Linked DNA regions of Mus musculus: regions 1, 3 and 4 are each linked to region 2. A link is a contact called in public Hi-C data. All regions are on one chromosome and are shown on one strand. The core of a region is the stretch at or near the end of the contact, and the rest is flanking DNA. Distances in the headings are between cores, read along the strand shown. Region 1 overlaps Chst11 (carbohydrate sulfotransferase 11). Region 2 has its middle 21 kb from the start of Gm33781. Region 3 overlaps Chst11 (carbohydrate sulfotransferase 11). Region 4 overlaps Chst11 (carbohydrate sulfotransferase 11).

Region 1 (2,700 bases), core at 187-2,686, 240 kb after region 2:
GCTTTTCTGGTAATACAAACCTGAATGTGGATGCGCAGGGTGTGAGCTGTCTATGTCTATGCTGCCATATGAGTGAAGGGTCAAGCGGTCACATTATTAGTGACACTTGAGTCCAAGCACGTTTCAATCTGAGTAAGCTTCAGAACCATACTGAGGGAATGAAGCCACTTTTAAGACCCACAGTCATGTGATTCCATAAATGTTGAATGGACAAACGTAAAAGCAGAAAGTACACTGGTGGCTGCCTATGTTTGGGTCGGGTTGGGGGACAGGGCGAAGTGACTGATGGAGGAGGGGGGTTCTAGGCTGTGATAAACATTTTAAAGTCAGAGTATAGTAATGGTTGCACATCAGCATCTTATTTACTCCTTGAATAGGTACATCTCCCACAGGCGTGCCCAGAGGCTTGTCTCCTAGGTGATCCTAGACTCTGTCAAGTTAACAGTATTCACCACAAATGTATCAATGATCTGAGAAGATGCCCCATGCGGCTTGCCTGTTTCTACCTCATGGTGCTCTAGAAGAAAAGATTGAACTCTGAAGTCAGTGATTTGAGGAGAGTTTGTCCCTAGACCATCGCAGAGCATAGGGCTGATACCTCATCGGTATCCGCCCAAATACCCGTGACAGGAGCTCACAGGGCCTCCATTCTAGGTGTTGCACCTGACCCAGGCAAAGTGGCTGTCGTCAGTATCTGGAATGGGCTGAAAGTCCAAATGGACTCTGACTGCCTTACGGCTTTCCATAGAGGAAGCTATGTATAGAGAGTTACTTAGTATAAGGGAGTGTGACAGGCTAGAGAATCAATCTCTCGTTGCACAGACCCAGAAGAACAGTGACTGGCATAGTTCAGAGCTTTTTGTCTCAGTTCCGATATGTGTGTGTGTTGGGGGTGGGGACGTCATGGCTGAGCAAGAGGAATTGTGTGTTGCTCATGGGAGGGTCAACTTTTTGATCTCTTTAGTCCTTTAACTGCTGGGATGAAGCCCACCCACCTTAGAGAGGTCTCCCGCCTCTCCTGCCTGAGGAGCACCTGCAAGGACTGTGGCTCCGAGCTCTGCACTTACAGTCAGGTCACATGAAGAGGACCATTGTACAGGTGACTCAGGATTGCCCTGGTGTGGGTCCACCAATAGTACCTGTTCCTGGTTTTCATACAGGGCTCATCTCTATGGTATATAGCCTTTTTTTTTTTTCCTACACTGCCTCTGAGAGACAGACAGACTAGAGACAGAAGTTCCCTCCATGGCCCAGGGCTTTAACCATCATGGCATATGTTTATCCCGGAAAGGCACCTCCTTTGGGGTACACACTGGCTATTAAGATGTTCTGTCCAGCAGTGACCTCCTCCAACGGGGAGAGGTGCTAATCGGGGGTCTGGATTTGAATGTTGCTGCTGGCACTGCCTTGCCAGCTTTGGTAACCATAGCAACTAGTCATTGCTACAACCTGTTCCTGACTCTGCTGGGAGAATGCCTAACAAGCTCTGTGGCGTGTCTCTGAACGTATCTCCCAAGGATAAAATACACGTCTTCGATGCTTAGTCTTGTGTTCAAGGTCAGAAGTCTGTCCACTTTAAAGGGTGCCTAACCCGTGGCAGGGAAACAGAGGATGGGGAAGGTGGAAGGAGAGGGGTGAGCAAAAGGAAGGATAGACTCTGAGGGGGAGGAGGCAGGGCTGGGCTGGTGCCTCAGCCTCAAGCCTTCTGCTCACTAAGGGTGAGCCAGCACCCAGACAGCCACCACTGAGCCTTCAGCATGGAAGGGGCTGTGCTCTCCCCCATGAGGGTGTCCTCATGAGAAAGCCATTGATGTCATCGGGGGAAGAGTGGGAAGTGAGTTGCATCTGAGCTTACTCTGTGGTTGAATCCCATTTTCACTTTGAATCATATCTGGACGTGGCCCTGTGGTTTTTCAGGGACATGGAATCTCAGAAGGTTAAAACACAGCTGTGGCCACACCACACCATTTTCCTGTAACGGCAGGGAGCAGTGTGGTGGACTCAGGCACAGCCATTCAGAACGGCACCTGTGGATGAATTTTTCTCAGGAAGTAGTGAGATGCGATATTTCCCTCCTGAGGCCTTGTGGCTTCCCAGGGCCCCTCCCCACTTTGCCAGCACCAGACTGCCACATGTAGGGCAAATGTCTAGAGTCTACAGTTTTATCTGACGTCTGAATTTTATTCATTGTTTTATCTCTTAGGCCTATAGCTGGGCAGTTAATAATTCCTGTTATTATTAATTATTCCTACATAAATAGCTATTTATTGGATGAATGAAGGAAGATACAGGTGAATAAGAGAGTGTAGGTTGAAGATTTGCCTTCAGGGCTGGAGAGGTGGCTCAGTGGTTAAGAGCACCGACTGCTCTCCCAGAGGTCCTGAGTTCAATTCCCAGCAACCACATGGTGGCTCACAACCATCTGTAATAGGATCAGATGCCCTCTTCTGGTGTGTCTGATGACAGCTACAGTGTACTCATATAAATAAAATAGATAAATCTAAAAAAAAAAAAAAGGAAAGAAAGAAAGAAAGAAAGAAAGAAAGAAAGAAAGAAAGAAAGAAAGAAAGAAAGAAAGAAAGTATGCCTTCATATGTGTGGGAAAAGCCAGCCAATGATTCAATTCCATCAAGCAAGCCAGGCTGCAGGACTTGGAATCCTACCAAGCCTGCAGTGGAGAAGGGCAGGGAGGTGAAAGAG
Region 2 (2,700 bases), core at 126-2,625:
TATTCCTGAGTTAGTAATGTCTGCATGTTCGTTACCTTTTATTGCACAAGGCAACATATTCATGTTTCAGGCAGGAATGTGCCCCTCTCTGGGGGGCTTCAGTTGGCCTTTGAATGAAAATGAGGACAGAATCCCTCCGAGGAGTGGTTGGGGAGACGGGTTTTATTGTAGATATGAGAGAGAGCACAGCCAGAGGCAACTGGAAGAGTCTAGACTGAACATGGCCAGAACAGACCGGGCCACGCACAAGAAGGGGGAGTGAGAGAGGGAGGGAGGTAGAGGAGAGAGGGAAGAGAGAGGGAAGAGGAGAGAAGGCAAAGGGACAAAGATAGGTTCCAGAGCCGAGTCAAGAGCAGAACCAAGCAAGCACCGGGTACCCACAGTGACTGAGTTATATAAGAAAGAGAAGCTAGGGTAAGAGAAGGGACTCTCAGGGCTGGAGAGGGTAGGGTAGGGGCAGGGGTGACAGGTAGGTGCTGAGAGGAGCCAGGACGATATAACTGGTACTGGAGAGAATGCTGGGAGAGACTAGAGGCCACAATCTGCTTTGTTAATAGACACCTCAAGAATGCTTTGAGATTGATTGGTTTTATTTTGGATTTGCTTGTTCGGCGACGGCGACATCTGTCCCGGGAGCTGGCCTTGAACTCATGATGTTTATTGCCTCCAGTGCCTGAGTGTTGGGATTACAGGCCTGTGGCACTACATCTAGCTAGATATGGTGTTCTGCACGGTTGCCTTTAGATCTGTTGTCAGAATGTCTGTGTCTTCCTTTCCCGTCCAGTTCAGATGTTGAAATCTTGACCCCCAAGGTTATGATAGGAGGTGCGGCTTTGGGGGAGATAATTGAGCTTAACTAAGGCCACAGAGAGCTTTATAGATGGTGTGACAGTTAGTTCTGATTATCAGCTCCTGAGTGGGGCAAGCCTTCGGCTGTGTGTGAGGGAGAGATTATATGGAGGAGAGAAGATTGACCCTCAGTGTGGGAGGCACCATCCAAGGACTGGAATCCAAGGTTGAAAGAAGAGAGAAAGAGGAGGCAGCCAGCCTTGGACTAGCATTCCCCCACCATCCCACCCTCCTCCCCCATCCCACCCCACTCTCTCCCCCAACCCCCACCCCTACCCCTTTTCACTTCCCAGTCCTGGATGAGCATCCCTCCACCTCCCACTCACTTCCTGAAACACTGAGATGTGAAGAGTCCCCGCTGTGTCCCTGCTGCCATGGTGGTCTTCCCTGCCTTGATGCACCTTCCTAAACAGGGGCCCCAAAGAAATCCTCCCTCTCTTAAGCTGCTCTGCCTGTCACAGCACAGTGCAGCTCCCTAAGTGACCTCAAGAAGTGACTCAGAGAGAGCCTCACCTCCTCCTCTCTGAAGACACCGCCAGAGGCGCTACCAAGGAACCAAAAAATAGGCAGCAAATCTGCCTGTATTGGTTCCAGACTTCCTGTTTGCTGAATATGGACAAATCTTTCTGCGGTTTGTCAGCCATTTAGCCTTTGTAAGAGTCAGAAGTGTTGACTTTGAGCCTAGAATGTACTTACTGAAGGAATGAACCGCTCACGAGTATAGTATGGTAGACATGACCGGGGCTCAGCCATTCCCATTTCTTCCCTCCTCCCTGGGTGGGAGCCCATGAGTGGTGACTGGTTCTGACCAATGACAGTGAGCAGAAACATTGTGGCAAGTTTCTCATGGAATGGATTCAAACAGCTTGGACTGAGAGTCACTGCATGAGGGACAGCTGCCCCAGATTATCAACTGAATCTATCTGCTCTTAAAAACAGGAAGGAACTTGGAAAAGTTTTGACGAAGCTTTTGTGACTGTGGGTGTCCCAAGGAGAAGCAACCTGCTGCTACTGCTGTACTTAAAAATGGCACAGCAATCATAAGATGTGACAAAGATTTACAGAATAACAAGGGAAGAGAAGCCACATATTGTGACTATGTGGATAATATGCAGGTTTATAAAAAATCACTTTTAGGGCCAGGTAGTGATGGCACACACTTTTAATCCCAGCACTCCGGAGAAAGAAGCAGATGGCGCTCTGAGTTTGAGGCCAGCCTGATCTACAGATGGAGTTCTAGGACAGTCAGGGCTACACAGAGAAACCCTGTCTCATAAAGCCAAAAAAAGTTATATTTAGAAAACCATAATTAATAAATAAAGGGTCCCTTTGTAAGGCCGCCTGTACTATGAGCAATTAAAATATATCCCCGAGGCCGCTCCCCAGTGGGATCTGTATTCCACGTCTTCTAAAGAGCATGTGCTTTCTGAACAGCGTTCTGTTGGGCTGCCGTGTCTCAAGGTCTGCATCCTGGAAGGATGCTCTTCTGATCTCCCTCATAGGCCTTCAGCCTTGAGATGAAGGAGATGCTGCACGTGGAGAGAGATAGATGGGCGCCTCAAGATTTGGGCAAGCCAATGGATGCCTCCCCAGGCTCTCTTGGTGAGACATCACCCATCCTAACCGCTTCTTCTATCAGAGACTGGACTTTGGACTGAGCCTCATGCCCCAAACTCCACTCATACCACCCTCTTCCTAAATATCTCCTAGGACATATTTTTATTTAGCCCAGGCTGGCCTTAAACTTTCTATATAGCCAAGGTTAACCACGATCTGACCCTCCTGCCTCCAACTCCCAAGTCTTGAGATTACAGGCGTGTACCACCACATCTGTTGTATGTGCTGCTGAGG
Region 3 (2,700 bases), core at 198-2,697, 250 kb after region 2:
TGCCCCTCTTGAGCAGAAGTCAGCTCAGCAAAGACGGTATCTTGGGAGCAAGACAGTTGACCTGGCTTTGTGCTGTAGGCCTGCAAGCCTCAGGAAAGAACAGCTCTCCAGTGCACGCCTGCCCTCTCTCCTGTCTGTCCCACAAGGACAGTTCTGGCTCTCATGACCAGTTCATTGTCAACATCTAGGACCACACTAGGTATGTAGATGGACAGAGACTACCTGAGAATCCAAGAGAGGCAGCAGGAGAGGCCAGGTAATAAAGCTGCGCTGGGCCCCTTTCTGGTGGCTATTCTCAACAGGCCCTTTGTGCCTGGTGACTCCAGGCCATTGGAAGCTGCAGTGAGATGCAGAGAGAGGGCTGGCAGGCCTGGGCCAGTTGGCTGCCAAGAGTGCCTGTTGCTGCCGCCTGCTCCCTCGGGGGCCCCCATCCATGTAGACCACCCCTCCCTCAACTCATATGTCTTACCCTCCGTTTCCTCCGTCATGAAGCATGGCCACTCACTGCCACCCACAGGGAGCCCTGCCGAGAGGTGCATGGACTTAGTGGGTCACCAGTCCTGCTTCTCTTGAGAGGACACAGCCTCGTAAGTTTCTCCACAAGCTTCCCAGTGTGGGAAACATAATGCATGCTCCAAAGGCTGTCCTTAGCTCAGGGAGGCCTGGTGACTGTCAGGTAGACCATAATTACCTCCATTCGTGATCACATCGGACTCCACAGCCAGTGTCATGGGAGCCCATCTTAAAGAGGACTTGGCACCTCTGGGCCAGAATAAAATGATGAAGGCCATGGCCTTGCAAGCACCTTCCTTGCTTCCCAGCCTTGTCCCTTGCACCAAAGCATCAGACACAGTAATTACAGGAGCACATTGCCCAGTCACCCCTTGCCTTAGTCTCCCCATCTATAAAATGGGGCCACTCACAGTCCCTTCCTTATATTCGCTCATGAGTACACGAAGTCACCTTCGGAAGGCTAGAGGCATGTTTTGTTGTTCTACCCAAACTTCTGTAAGAATTCTGTCTCCATTGGCACTAAGCCCCATGTGGGACTAACACAAGGAAGATTCTAGAAAGTATTTAACGCAGATAGTGCTTCAACCATGCCAGGACAGAGAAAACAGCTCATAAATTATTTGAGGAAGGAAATATTGTCAGCTGTTTCAGTTTCCTGTCATAACACATTCCCACAAACTCATTGTCATGCCGCAGCACAAATGTATACCACGGTTCTGGAAGTCAGGGGTCGACGTGGGTCTCATGTGTCTGAAATCCACAGGCAATGTAGCATCCAAGACCACCTGTGTCCCTTGGCTTACGGATCTCTCTGTCCTCAGAGGGGATGGCAGCCGGCTAGAGCCTTCTCCCTGCTTCCCCCTCCCCACCCCCCAACCATGTCCCCTGACTCCCCCTCTGTAGGAAAGATTCTGTGGTCAAATGACATCACCCAGCTAATCCAGGAACACCCCTGTGCTTTAGCATCATGTGGTCAGCAGCAATTCTTCCACCTGCTCCTTCCCCCCACCCCCGCTAGCCAAAGAACACTATGTATTCAGTGTCTGGGGTGGGTGTTTGCCTAGCTCGCCGCCACACATGCATTTTGGGGGACAGTGACTTGGCTTCTTTGCCTGGGGCTGTTCCCAGCTGTTCCCAGCTGTTCCCAGCTGTTCTCCAGGAACCTTCACAGGATTGGGGGCAGGGAAATAAGGTTTCGAGGGAGGAATAGTAGCTCAGACTCAGCCATGGCTTGCTCATTGAGTGCATCCCCAGCCCCAAGCCAGCATTGCCGTGGGCAGCCTTCTACCATGCAGAACACCATCTTGTCTTCTTCATAGAGTGTCTGCTGCATAGATCGCTTTACAAGGCCTGAGTGCTTACCTCCGTCCCTTCACGGCCCCTTGGCATATTCCATTGCTAGAATGTGGTTCTCCTGGCTCTCGTGGATGGATGGTGGGCTGATACAGTCCACGGAGGCAGTGGGATCAGAGACAACGAGCTGGGGTTCGGGAGCCCTGTGAGTACATATGGCAAATAACCACACCAGGACCAGCTATCGGGAAGCAGATCAACTTTACTTATGGTGATTCAAGGCTTATAGAGTTTGTGGGGACTGAGGCTGGGAACATCCAGGGTGGGCAAAGGTCATTGGCTGAGGGCTTAGGGCACCGAAATGCCTCATTAGTGTGGGAAAGCATCTGGGGAATCTCAGGTGCTGGCTGAACAGCTTCTTAGCTAGAGAAAGGATCCTGTAGTCTAACTGAGGCTATGTGACATTTCTCGTAGAGGCTTGGGGGGGGGGCAGTGAATTCCCCTGTGATTGAGATAGTATAGCCAGTCTCCAAGAGACCTCCAGGCTCCTGTCTGCCCCTCACAGCCATGCTGCCCATTATTAATGGAGAATTCCTGTGTCACTGACCTTCAGTGTGACCTTGGGGACCACAGCCTACCTCACATACAGGGCCACCATCGCATGCGAGACCGTCAGCTCCTCCCCCACGTTCCTCTGCCAAGTCTCTTCCTTCCTTCCAGCCTTAATGGCTTCCTTTTGTGAAATCCCAGAATTCTCACCTCACTCTTTCAAGAGGGCTGTAGATGTTCTTGCAACTTCTCCGTCACCTAATGGGGACTTGCTTCACAAGGGAGCTAGTGCATAGCTGCAGTAGAGGCATGTTTTACTCCAAAATCCAAAGTTGTTGGTGTAGG
Region 4 (2,700 bases), core at 12-2,511, 200 kb after region 2:
AGAGGCCTTCCCCTCAATATCTGTCCATTGAAGTGTCCAGACAGTTCTAAATGCATACTTTAAATGCACATGGACAAAATTACATTTAGGGGCTGGGGATACAGCTCAAAATGTTTGCCTAGCATACATAAAATCTTGGGTTCAATCCTCAGCACTGCATAAACCTGGTTTATCCTCAAGACTGCATAAACTCTGCCCTTGAGAGGGTAGAGGCAAGAGGATCAGGAGTTCAAGGTTAGCCTTAGCTACATTGTGCACTTGAGGCCAGCCTGGACTAGAGATCTTGTCCCCCAAAATAATAAATACATAAATCAGTCTTCTCCTCTACGGCATGGACCAACCTCTAAGTTGAGGTCTTCTTTGTCATTTTTTTAAAAAATGACTCCCATTGGCTCCATTTTTCCCCCGAGGCCAGATTCTGTGGCCAACCTGCAATGTCTGCCCTGTAGCTGACGCTCTTCCTTCAAAGGCAGCAGAGCCTCGCTGCCATCTGCAGCCGGCACACCTGGGCTCCCACAGCTGGATGTCTCTGCCTGGGCATCTTGCCTAGGCTGTATGCTGTCCTTTCAGTAGCCTTGTCCTTTGCATTTTAAAGGCTTCACAGTACACTCTGGAGGAGAGGTTCTAATGCTGGGTTGGGACTGAACCCTGGGCCAGCCATTAGTAACTCACAGTCCTGGCTTTGGCCTCCGAGCCCTCGCAGGTGACTCTGCCTTGCAGTAAGTGACAAGACTGAGCCACCAGGAGGAATGACTGGACCTGGCTCAGCTGTCCCCAGAAGTAGATAGGCCAGTGTCTGAGACGCAGTGGGGAGACAAAGTCTGCAGGAGCTGTTTGCATGACTCTCCACAGGGGCTGGAAGAGGGGGCCTTTACCCTCAGGAGAGCCCAAAGTCTGTCCCACCAAGGCAAATCTTTTTTTTTCTTTTTTCTTTTTTTTTTTTTTTTGTAAATGACCAGTAATACTCACCTTGACCTCCATCTGTGCATTCCAGACTGAACTTGCAGTGATCCTCAAGGTCATGTTGGTTTGCATCCCTCTCATCCCAGTGAGGAAACCCGGGCCTGAGAAGTGACTGCATGTGCCCAACTCAGAGTCAGGGCACTGGGCTGGGCCTGGAGCTCTGGCCTCAGGTTTCATCTGGGAGGAAGCTACTTGTGTTGGAAGCGTGGCCTTGGACTGAGGAAGAAGTAACCACAGAGGGTGTAACACCACGGTCATTCCTGAATTTGCTGTCTGTCCTCCTAAATTCTGGAGGTGCTTCTACACTCTGCTAGGCCTGAGTCTCTATGGCTCCAGCCCTTCCTTCTCCCCTCCTGCTGGCCACACTGTGACTAATCCCTTTTCCCATGGGGTGAGCCAAGATAAGATTAGAGCTTTATTAAAAGGAAATCAAACTAGGAAATGAAAGGATAAACAAACTCCCAAATGAACTGGGGAGAATAAAACAGTCCCCAAAGCAAGCGAGGTCACCCCGGCAAGATCTCCACCCAACTGGGACAAGCTGCTTGCACCCTAGGCCAGGCATCCAGCAGGTGAACTAGCTCCTCTCACCAGCCCCGCCAGTCGCCACGGTCACACTGGCTGGTATGGTACCTTCAGCAGACTGGCTTCTTGGGGGAGCCTGGCTTGTGGTACTAGCATGTGCCTTCCAGCCGTTTGCCCAAGCCAAGGCATCCTGGGACCTTTACCTATTCTCCCATCTGGAGTGCTGCCAACGGCTTATGGCGATGAGTGCAGCTGGCAGTGCGTCTTTACTCCCCATTGCATGGGGCAGGAACTGCAGTCTCAGTCCAGTGACCCTCGTCCCCTTTCCTCTTTACTCCCCACCCCAGTGTGCCTCTGTTCTACCTACCTGTGCTTTCTGCCCCAAGCCATCTTAGCCTTCCAGCTCTTCCTTCCTCCTCCTCCTCCTCCTTCATCCTCTCTTCTCCACTTATCCTAAATGTCACGTGTGCAGGTATGGTGCCCTCTTCCTTAGAGTGCTTCACTTCCTGTAAGGATGACAGAGTAGGTGGTTAAACTGCCTGTCACATAAAGAGGAGGAGCATGGCCGGGCTTCTGCTTGGCCTCTGACAAGGACATCGTATTTCAGCTTGACAAATCGAGTGAGTAGGCTTTTCTTAAGAACCAGGAATGCCAGCCGGGCGTGGTGGCGCACGCCTTTAATCCCAGCACTCAGGAGGCAGAGGCAGGTGGATTTCTGAGTTTGAGGCCAGTCTGGTCTACAGAGTGAGTTCCAGGACAGCCAGGGCTATACAGAGAAACCCTGTCTGGAAAAACCAACCAACCAACCAACCAACAAACAACAACAAAAAAAAAACCAGGAATGCTGTCCTAGGGGCCCCACCCTCAAGCCTCACCTATCCTCATCACTTCCCAAGGGCCTCACCTCTAAGTCTTTTAACACAAGGATTTAGGGATTTGGTTTCCCACATCTGTGCCCTCTGCCCTCCTTGGTCTTTCTTTTATACTCGTGACCTGAGGCTCAGTGAGAGCCAGGTCCCATGTGTCAGACTCAACCCTGAACTCCCAGAAGGCCTGGTGAGTGCGGCAAGCCTTCCTTGTTTAGTCGGCCCCGTGTTTGCTGAGTGCCTTCTCTGTACCAGCTGCTACTCTGCATGAGCAGTGGTAAAGTTTACAGTGAGACCTCTCACCTGTGTTCCTGGATGAGCCATTATCAATAGGGGTGGCGCTCGT

Evidence for each region. A called contact is a pair of places that touch in the nucleus more often than the background predicts.
Region 1: a contact with region 2 is called in a Hi-C map of bone marrow-derived macrophages, with 22 read pairs. The contact joins two enhancer-like sites. A contact is called at or near these places in 15 of 39 promoter capture datasets (the 3T3-L1 cell line, 3T3-L1-derived adipocytes, the C10 cell line and 10 more), 2 of 15 datasets of contacts at CTCF or cohesin (large pre-B cells and pro-B cells), 2 of 484 Hi-C or Micro-C datasets (bone marrow-derived dendritic cells and bone marrow-derived macrophages), 3 of 115 datasets of contacts at active chromatin or transcription factors (embryonic basal ganglia, neural progenitor cells and oligodendrocyte precursor cells) and 1 of 9 other capture datasets (embryonic stem cells).
Region 3: a Hi-C map of bone marrow-derived macrophages shows a contact between it and region 2, with 28 read pairs. The contact joins two enhancer-like sites. A contact is called at or near these places in 15 of 39 promoter capture datasets (the 3T3-L1 cell line, 3T3-L1-derived adipocytes, the C10 cell line and 10 more), 2 of 15 datasets of contacts at CTCF or cohesin (the NIH/3T3 cell line and pro-B cells), 9 of 484 Hi-C or Micro-C datasets (the 3T3-L1 cell line, bone marrow-derived macrophages, embryonic stem cells and 3 more), 5 of 115 datasets of contacts at active chromatin or transcription factors (bone marrow-derived macrophages, embryonic basal ganglia, embryonic forebrain and 2 more) and 1 of 9 other capture datasets (bone marrow-derived macrophages).
Region 4: a Hi-C map of bone marrow-derived macrophages shows a contact between it and region 2, with 27 read pairs. The contact joins two enhancer-like sites. A contact is called at or near these places in 1 of 15 datasets of contacts at CTCF or cohesin (CD8 T cells), 21 of 484 Hi-C or Micro-C datasets (B cells, the Ba/F3 cell line, the G1E-ER4 cell line and 13 more), 5 of 115 datasets of contacts at active chromatin or transcription factors (astrocytes, bone marrow-derived dendritic cells, effector CD8 T cells and 1 more) and 2 of 9 other capture datasets (bone marrow-derived macrophages and embryonic stem cells).

What each region holds. Positions count from the first base shown.
Region 1 is chr10:83,148,040-83,150,739 of GRCm38.p6, forward strand. All of the region lies in intron 2 of Chst11 (carbohydrate sulfotransferase 11), which reads left to right. Among named protein-coding and RNA genes, the nearest start is that of Chst11, 160 kb to the left of the region's middle. Within about 2 kb of position 1,437, at least 57 of the 459 cell types and tissues checked have an H3K27ac peak or open chromatin away from gene starts, as enhancers often do. A contact at or near this core is called in bone marrow-derived macrophages, where this site is marked.
Region 2 is chr10:82,912,551-82,915,250 of GRCm38.p6, forward strand. No RefSeq gene overlaps it. Among named protein-coding and RNA genes, the nearest start is that of Gm33781, 21 kb to the right of the region's middle. Within about 2 kb of position 1,376, at least 34 of the 459 cell types and tissues checked have an H3K27ac peak or open chromatin away from gene starts, as enhancers often do. A contact at or near this core is called in the HPC-7 cell line, bone marrow-derived macrophages and neutrophils, where this site is marked.
Region 3 is chr10:83,167,309-83,170,008 of GRCm38.p6, forward strand. All of the region lies in intron 2 of Chst11 (carbohydrate sulfotransferase 11), which reads left to right. Among named protein-coding and RNA genes, the nearest start is that of Slc41a2, 170 kb to the right of the region's middle. Within about 2 kb of position 1,448, at least 50 of the 459 cell types and tissues checked have an H3K27ac peak or open chromatin away from gene starts, as enhancers often do. A contact at or near this core is called in the HPC-7 cell line, bone marrow-derived macrophages and neutrophils, where this site is marked.
Region 4 is chr10:83,117,555-83,120,254 of GRCm38.p6, forward strand. All of the region lies in intron 2 of Chst11 (carbohydrate sulfotransferase 11), which reads left to right. It overlaps LOC115487465 (a long non-coding RNA gene), which reads right to left. Exons shown (of 3, transcript XR_003949026.1): 2 at 970-1,994. Among named protein-coding and RNA genes, the nearest start is that of Chst11, 130 kb to the left of the region's middle. Within about 2 kb of position 1,262, at least 50 of the 459 cell types and tissues checked have an H3K27ac peak or open chromatin away from gene starts, as enhancers often do. A contact at or near this core is called in bone marrow-derived macrophages, where this site is marked.